Linked DNA regions of Bombyx mori: regions 1 and 2 are each linked to region 3. The links are chromatin contacts, called in public Hi-C maps. All regions are on one chromosome and are shown on one strand. The core of a region is the stretch at or near the end of the contact, and the rest is flanking DNA. Distances in the headings are between cores, read along the strand shown. Region 1 overlaps LOC101736598 (leucine-rich repeat and calponin homology domain-containing protein). Region 2 overlaps LOC101736598 (leucine-rich repeat and calponin homology domain-containing protein). Region 3 holds the start of LOC101736598 (leucine-rich repeat and calponin homology domain-containing protein).

Region 1 (2,700 bases), core at 66-2,565, 57 kb before region 3:
CGGTGCCAATTTCGTATAGTTTCCGGTAATAAAAATGTCATCGCATCACTTATTTTATGACACTAAGTTCAGGGACAGCAACAACATGTTGGGAATTGGAAGCGGGGGAATTTGTAAATTATAGTTTTGATGTCTTAAGATAATCCTGAAAGCTTTTTAGATCACAACATCTCTTGTACGCTAATTTAAAAACCAGCATGTATGTTTAATGCTGGCTTTGCTTTAATGTTGTGTTTCCTTACAAATGTTTAGGGTGACAAAAAATGTCAAAAATGGTGGATAATATTTTATAATAACAATTTTTCTAATAGTAACGAAAAAACTGTTAGTTTATTTTCCGGAGGAAAACAGGAATTCATTTGTATGGACAAAGTCCGTGTTTTCTGTTAAATGCTATAATAACAGACGAAAGATATTTCGGCTTGGCTACTGCCGCAGTCTCACGGAAAACGATCAATTAATGACGTCATAGTGAAACAATATCAGTGACGTGTCATAATCAAACTGATTTCATTTAAAGCTATTTTCTCTGTTCTAGAAGGTAGGATGTAATATTTTGAACAATTTATTATTTAATTTAATTTAATATCAAATTTATTCCTTTTTTAAATTAGATTATTATTGTAAGAACTTCTTTGTTTGCGATATTAAAGTTCAGCTGTGTTGAGTAGTTTCCGGCATCGTTAGAAGTACTCAATCCGCAGTCCAAATGTGTAGCTGTCTTCGATTCGTTTAAACCAAAGAACACATCAACGCTATAAGCCTAGAACATTCGAGTGCAGAAGAAGAAGAAGTCGTACAAGTCGAAGATTTAGAAGTTGTCGTGGCCTAAGGGATAAGTCGTCCGGTGCATTCGTATGTAGCGATGCACCGGTGTTCGAATCTCGCAGGCGGGTACCAATTTTTCTAATGAAATACGTACTTAATAAATGTTCACGATTTGATAATTTGCGTAATTACCAGTGGTAGGACCTCTTGTGAGTCCGCACAGGTAGATACCACTACCCTGCCTATTTCTTCCGTGAAGCAGTAATGCGTTTCGGTTTGAAGGGTGGGGCAGCCGTTGTAACTATACTGAGACCTTAGAACTCATATCTCAAGGTGGGTGACGCATTTACGTTGTACATGTCTATGGGCTCCACTAACCACTTAACACCAGGTGGGCTGTGAGCTCGTCCACCCATTAAAAGCAATAAATAAAAAAAGAAGAATAAAGGACTCACCATCATTCGACCACCGTTTATCAACTCCGTCTGTACAGTAGCCGCTGTCCACGACGTGTCGCGGCTTATGCCTGAGGCAGTCTATAGTAGCGTTGCCGGAGGTGATCTGATGCGTTACGTTCTGGGTGGGCGAGCTGATAACGTACGAGTTATGTTTGGTCGACCACCGGGTCTCTTCGACTCTCTTGTGCGAGGGCAACGTGTCTTTGTTCGCCATGTTCTCTAAATATTTGAAGATGTGCACGCGCCCGCGCATGCATACCTGTAAATCGAATTATTAACAAAATTTTATAATGCTGGTGGTAGGGCGTCTTGTGAACCCGTGCGGGTAGGTAACCACCACCCTGCCTATTTCTGCCGTGAAGCAGTAATGCGTTTCGGTTCGTAGGGTAGGGCAGCCGGTGTACGGTAAAAACTGAGACTTAAAACTCACGTGGCAATGCGGCGTTTACGTTTTTGATGTGTATGGGTACCGGTAACCACTTAATATCATCAGATCATACATAAATTTTCTTAGACAGAAGAACACTTTGTTTGAAGACTTCAGTGATTACTCAATTGACCCTTTCAAAACAGAACACATTACTGTTTCGCTGCAAAAATATGTAGTTGATATCGGATCAGGTGTCATGAGACATTCTACAATCACAATCTATAACATCTATGCTATAAGCAAAACAAAAGATACTCTCTAAAGCGATTGCGCAATACAGAGGAGGTGACATTTGATGATTCTTCCCACACAGAAGATTTACTTGGAACATAAACTGACATTTCTTACGACTCAAATTTAAAACGTTATTTTATTTTTATAAAAGATAACGAGAAACTAATTGCCTTAATGGTCAAACGATTTAAAAACAAATTAAACCAGTTATTCTGCATACATAGTACGTCTGATGGAGTTGGTTGAAAAAGATGTCATCCTCGTATAAAGTGTCTAAAGTAAATTTACTATGAACTAGAGGTCCCGCAGTAGTCGAAATTCGACTATCATTAATTGGAATTGTAAGTTTGTACACTATTATAATTGTATTTTATACTTCTATAATCACAAATTTCGCCAAGACTACACTATAAAAAATATTAACAAAGACAAACAATATTTAATCTATTCTCAATTTGACAACAGACGTCAAGAATAAAAGTTTGACAATAAATAGTATGCATGCGTGTGTGCGTCAAATACATGGTATGTAGTGTGTGTAATGTTTTCTTTATTGATTTAATGTATCTTTTATGCATTATTAAAAAAAAATTAGCATTGTGCACTTCTTCTCTATATTCTCTATAAGTGTGGAAAATTTCATACTCCTCCGTCCGCGCAATTTTCGTAAAAAGGGATACAAAGTTTTTCTTCACGTATTAATATATAGATACACTGAATGTAACGACACTTTAAGCAAGGTTGGTTTGGTTTATATGTACCATCAATGTACGGAAGGTCGCATGCGGGTAGTGCTAACAAACAGCTCTT
Region 2 (2,700 bases), core at 74-2,573, 38 kb before region 3:
ACTATTATAGTTATGCCGCAATAAGTGTTCTTTTATTTTAAAAATAAAACAAAGTCAAATATCGTTGAAATTTTTGTTAAAGACCCGAGCGGAGCCGGAGCGGGCCGCTAGTATATTATAAGTTTCTGACTCAGTCCTACTCCGGATACTTAACGGATCTGATGCATCCTGCATATATTTTCTATTGGAACGAAGAAACAAAGCATTTAACAATGAAATACTTGCGTCCTTTGTTTAAGATATTGAATAACGCAAAATCAAAGGCTTCCTATGACTTTTTATTGCAAAAATAAGTTAATTAGTTCACGGTTTATCTGGTGTTAAGTGGTTACAAGAAGAGCCCATATGGCTCTATCACCAGATAACGCAGATATCACAGCGTGAATGCCGTCAAACAATGAAATACGTACTTAACAATTGTTCTCGATTGACTTCCACGGTGAAGGAATAACATCGTGTAATAAAAATCAAACCCGCAAAATTTTAATTTGTGTAATTACTGGTGGTAGAACCTCTTGTGAGTCAGCACGGGTAGACACCACCACCTTGCCTATTTCTGCCGTGAAGCAGTATTTCGTTTCGGTTGGAAGAGTGGGGCAGCCGTTGTAACTATACTGAGACCTTGGACCTCATATCTCAAGGTGAGTGGCGGCTTTTACGATTTATATATCTATGGACTCCGGTAACCACTTAACACCAGGTGGGCCGTGTGCTCGTTCACAAACCTAAGCAATAAAAAAACCCACCTTGACAAATGAGTCGATGTCTCAATTGTATTCTAAACATGGCTGATTCGCGACAAAAAAAACGCAAGCTTGCGGCACACACTCGTGCCGGTTTACTACATCGCCTCTACCAATAATTAGCAGTTAGCGATCGCAGTTAGTTGATATAATAATACTCAGTGAATGTCACTGCCCATTCTCCGCTGGACCCCATGGTCCTTTACGACACCCGCGGGAAGAGATGGGGCCCTGCCATGCTGGGACGTGGCCATTTATCAATTGAGCAACTATACCTTACCAATATATTTATAATAGTATTTTTCCTGTAACATATCATACTAAGCCCTTATAAACGTAAACAAATATTATGAATATATTTGTCAACAGAACAATGTAATTACAAAATTTAAAATTTAGAATTAATAACTGTAGTCTATTTTGTCACGTAATTATTATAAAAAAACACATATTACAATAGCAATAGTTTTAAAGATTCACGCATTATAACATACATAACAAATAGATATATTGCGTTATTCTGCTTAAATAATACAACAAGATAAAGAAATTATGAGTTCATATTATTTATTTATATTTCGTAAAAGTATTGTTGGCTTTCCGATAGCAACAGCGATATGTGAAGAAACGCTTTGTAGGTACATACATATAATTATAATAATAATTTATTCGTAAAAGCGTATAAGTTGAAATGAATTATTATAAAACCAAAAAGTTATTATTTAAATTCGTTTTTTATTTATTAAGAAGATCGCAGCTCCATATTTAAAAGTGTTCACGAAAGAATAAACAATTTTTCTAAGTAATTATGTACTTGCATATATGTTCACGATTTTGCGAATATTTTACAAGATTGAGGTGATTTTAATAGACCATGTCGTGGTTGCATCTGGTCAGATGCCAGTTTTCTTTAAATGTTTTTTTTTATTAACACAAACCACCCACAGTAGCAGTCAGATGACATAGTCGACCTGATTTTCTCAACTGAAAAATGCGAATACTTAGTCAACCGCTTCTAATCTAACTAAAACCAATGATGGAGAAATGACAAAAAGGCGAACCATTCTGGTGTTTTTAGTGTTGTGTCCATCATCCAGTCATGTGATCTTCGGATCCTAATATGAGCTGATATTATTATGCGTGTATGAGCTTCAGTAGCCGTATAACAAACTAACCGCCTATTATTTAGCGGTAGGCAGCGGCTTGGCTCTGCCCCTGGCATTGCTGAAGTCCATGGGCGACGGTAACCACTCACCATCAGGTGGGCCGTATGCTCGTCTGCCTACAAAGGCAATAAAAAAAATTAAAAATAAAAATATTATCTTAATCCATATTCTTACAACAACCTTTAATTACTATTTCTCAATTATAAGAGTTTCTCTTACTCAACAATTAATCAACTAAATATATACAGACAAGTCATTCTTCTATTCCATTTTACAAACATTATTTTTAATAACTGGGCTATGTAATGAACAGATTCTTCAAATGTTTATGTAACACAGTTAGATATTCATATGAGAAAGATTTCGTGGCAAACGTTTGCGTTACTGCTTTGCAGATGAAATCGGACACTCGAAAGCAAAAGTGTGTGGGTGTTCGAAAGGCTTTCGTTTTTTGTCAAATAATATACTAACAATATATTTTGTGAAGTATTTTTATTGATTCATACAAAAAAATAATGAATGTAGGTCCTTACATTAAAATGTTTTTGACGTTAAAACGTTCTTGAAAATGTTTTAGTGTCGATGGTACACAACATTAATATCAAAGTAGACCATTTCGAGACGAGAACCCTCTCATCGTGGCCGCCGGTAACTACATTCCCGATCCTGCGGACAGAATGGAAAGTAGTCGACGTCGCCCAAAACACGTCATTTCGGATCATCCCGATCCACTAACGGTGCTTTTAGGTACCTCAAGCACCGGTCATCGTTCTCGGCGAACCCGTCGCTTG
Region 3 (2,700 bases), core at 17-2,516:
GGGTGGCGCATTTACGTCGTAGATGTCTATGGGCTCCAGTAACCACTTAACACCAGGTGGGCTGTGAGGTCGTCCACCCATCTAAGCAATAAAAAAAATATATATATTAAGACTTATAAATTGATCATCTATTGTCCAAACAGTAACCACTTGACTGGGCAAAACTATAAATGAGTTCATTAACACATGCTTTAAGATGTGTTTACCACACAGCACTTAAGATTTTAATCCCAAGGAGCCACAGTTAAAACAGTAAGTTCAATTTGTTTATTTCTTCTGTATGTATTCATGTGGGTGAATAAATCAAAGTAATCAAAGTTTGTTAAGATATTTATATACAAATAAACACCGTATTTAGAACTCTGCTCCACTAGACCCCTAAGAATAGTATGGAAATAAAATGATGAGTGTGTGCTTACAAAGATGTTGTTTACTACAGTTACAAGTGTCTTTTTCTTCTAATTATATCATTTATTAAAGAAAATAACACTTCATCTAGTTTAGCCTATTCTTAAGTGTTCTCAACAACAGTAACTAGCAGACTCAAAAAGGTCAACGTCCTATCCGCGAATCTTAGTTCAAAACGAAAATAAAACATTTTTCTAATTTGGCTAACTAGGACAGAGAGTGGTGGTATTGTGTTCACATGTAAACATTTTCAGTACAGTTTGAAGCAATAAAATAAAAACCCACTCAAAGTTATCGAAAAACAAAAACACATGTGTACATCTAAAGAAACGTAAATAAAATATTCTCTCACTGTTATCAGCGCAACTACGTAATCTTAATATCGTATTTTATGTTTCTCGGAAACATTATATGCAGTCAGTAATAGGTATACAGACCGGAAATCTTATTACCTATCTGCGCTAGGCTATCACAGGTACCGATCGATTTGATGACAAATAAAGATAGCGTCGCCGATACGCATGCCGGTATACAAAAATAAAACATTTTTATGATTCTTAAGCTCTCTTCTACGTCGTCTATACGTAAAACCGGCCCAAAATAAATTAATAAACACAGAAATGCACCAGCATTTATTTATAAAACTTCGACTTACCAGCAACAACTGTATCACTCAAGTCATATTTCACAGGTTTCGGAAAATCTCTAAGTTTACGTCCACTTAATTTTAATTCACCACTAAGGTACGCATCTTCCAAAATTCTTTCTAATGATTTTGTTAACTGACTATGGATATTACTTTGCCCGTTCATATTTCCACTCACACACGGCCCTAACACGGCCATATTCTTTTTAAACTAAAACAGAAAACTGTTTTCAGCTTTTTCTTTTTTCTGTAAGTTGGCTAAGCGCAAATTGTATCGCACCAACTTCAGATTTATTCGTTCAATATTAAAGCGGTCTAATTTTGAACATATACTTTATTTATTCTATATTTTATTTGATTTTATATGTTATTAGATTTTTTTTTATTGATTTGATAGGTAGACGAGCTCCAACCCACCTGGTGTTAAATGTTTATCGGGGCCCCATAGACATCAACAACGCAAATGTCGCCATCTACTTTAGACATTATTTCTAAAGTCTTAGTTTTTACAGTACAACGGTTGCTTCCCCAAAATGAAACGAAACAATGCTTGGCCCTACAACCAATTATTACGCAAGCTATAATTTAGCAGGCTTTATTTTTAATGCATGATATCATTTCTTCGCCTTAATAGACAACCGTGAATATTTGTTATGTATGTATTTCCAAGTGTTATAACCTTTAGGGCACGACGCGACGACTTCAAAACTTTTATATACGCTATACTATTTTTACTATATTTAACATTTAACTAATTAACAACTATTAGAATTTATTTAATCAAGAAAAAGAAAATCCATTCATAATTTTATTTCCAGTAATCGAGAATTGATTGACCAAAAAATTGACGCTATCGTCAGAAGGCATGGGCACCAACATAAGAATTAAACAAAATGACAGTAATGTATATGTGACATTGACAATTGACATTTATTTACAGTGCAATTACTTTAGAATTGTATAACCTAAAAATCCACTGAACTGTGATAATAAAATTAGAATTATTTATAATATAATATTTTAAAATGACAATTTCTTATGCATTTCGTTTAATAAATGCGCTTAAAAATACAAAAAAATCGAGTGTATTTCAAATTGAGGTAATCATTAATTTTATGATACTATAGGAAATAATATCATCCGGCACATTTACGTAATTTTTGGTTTCTGTTTTAAGCTATGAACTACCCTGGATAAAAATACATTTGGCATGTGTTTCTCAAACTTATATATGGCATAGGAAATAGCTTCTCTAGAGTCGCTGTAAAAATATTTTTTCCCATGAGTGCATAATGTTTCGATCGTTTTATCTGTCGGCATGTGAGCTCATATTATGATCCAGTAAGCTCATTTTAGTAAGCACTGTATTTTAAGCACTAATTGTGCTGTCTAGATGCTCCAATTACTATTTAGCAGCATGAGATGTAAACTGCTTCATGGATAAAACATATAAGTAATAAAGTGAAAAGCCAAAAAGTTGCCTCACTTCACCTCATCTCGCACATGTAAGCAATACTATAATGCAGTGCATACCTTGAGCCATAAATACACCATAACAATAACAGAGTGTTAAAGTAGAAAGTAGTAGCAAGACGGTTGAAGTAAGACCGTAAGAAAATTTGTTTTTAATTGTCTATTGTTTTAAT

Evidence for each region. A called contact is a pair of places that touch in the nucleus more often than the background predicts.
Region 1: a contact with region 3 is called in a Hi-C map of whole pupa, with 4 times the contacts expected there. The contact joins the enhancer-like site here to the promoter of LOC101736598 in region 3. A contact is called at or near these places in 4 of 7 Hi-C or Micro-C datasets (midgut and whole pupa).
Region 2: a contact with region 3 is called in a Hi-C map of whole pupa, with 2.2 times the contacts expected there. The contact joins the enhancer-like site here to the promoter of LOC101736598 in region 3. A contact is called at or near these places in 2 of 7 Hi-C or Micro-C datasets (both in whole pupa).

What each region holds. Positions count from the first base shown.
Region 1 is chr4:4,229,231-4,231,930 of ASM3026992v2, forward strand. It overlaps LOC101736598 (leucine-rich repeat and calponin homology domain-containing protein), which reads right to left. Exons shown (of 10, transcript XM_062668082.1): 5 at 1,224-1,485. The region is part of intron 1 of LOC134198741 (a long non-coding RNA gene); the gene reads left to right. Among protein-coding and RNA genes, the nearest start is that of LOC101743906, 26 kb to the right of the region's middle. Within about 2 kb of position 1,316, at least 3 of the 8 cell types and tissues checked have open chromatin away from gene starts, as enhancers often do.
Region 2 is chr4:4,248,123-4,250,822 of ASM3026992v2, forward strand. All of the region lies in intron 2 of LOC101736598 (leucine-rich repeat and calponin homology domain-containing protein), which reads right to left. All of the region lies in intron 1 of LOC134198741 (a long non-coding RNA gene), which reads left to right. Among protein-coding and RNA genes, the nearest start is that of LOC101743906, 7.4 kb to the right of the region's middle. Within about 2 kb of position 1,324, at least 2 of the 8 cell types and tissues checked have open chromatin away from gene starts, as enhancers often do.
Region 3 is chr4:4,285,947-4,288,646 of ASM3026992v2, forward strand. It overlaps LOC101736598 (leucine-rich repeat and calponin homology domain-containing protein), which reads right to left and starts at 1,267. Exons shown (of 10, transcript XM_062668082.1): 1 at 1,064-1,267. The coding sequence starts at 1,253. LOC101738219 (elongation factor G, mitochondrial) reads left to right here and starts at 1,950. Exons shown (of 11, transcript XM_038010643.2): 1 at 1,950-2,154. The coding sequence starts at 2,080. The region is part of intron 1 of LOC134198741 (a long non-coding RNA gene); the gene reads left to right.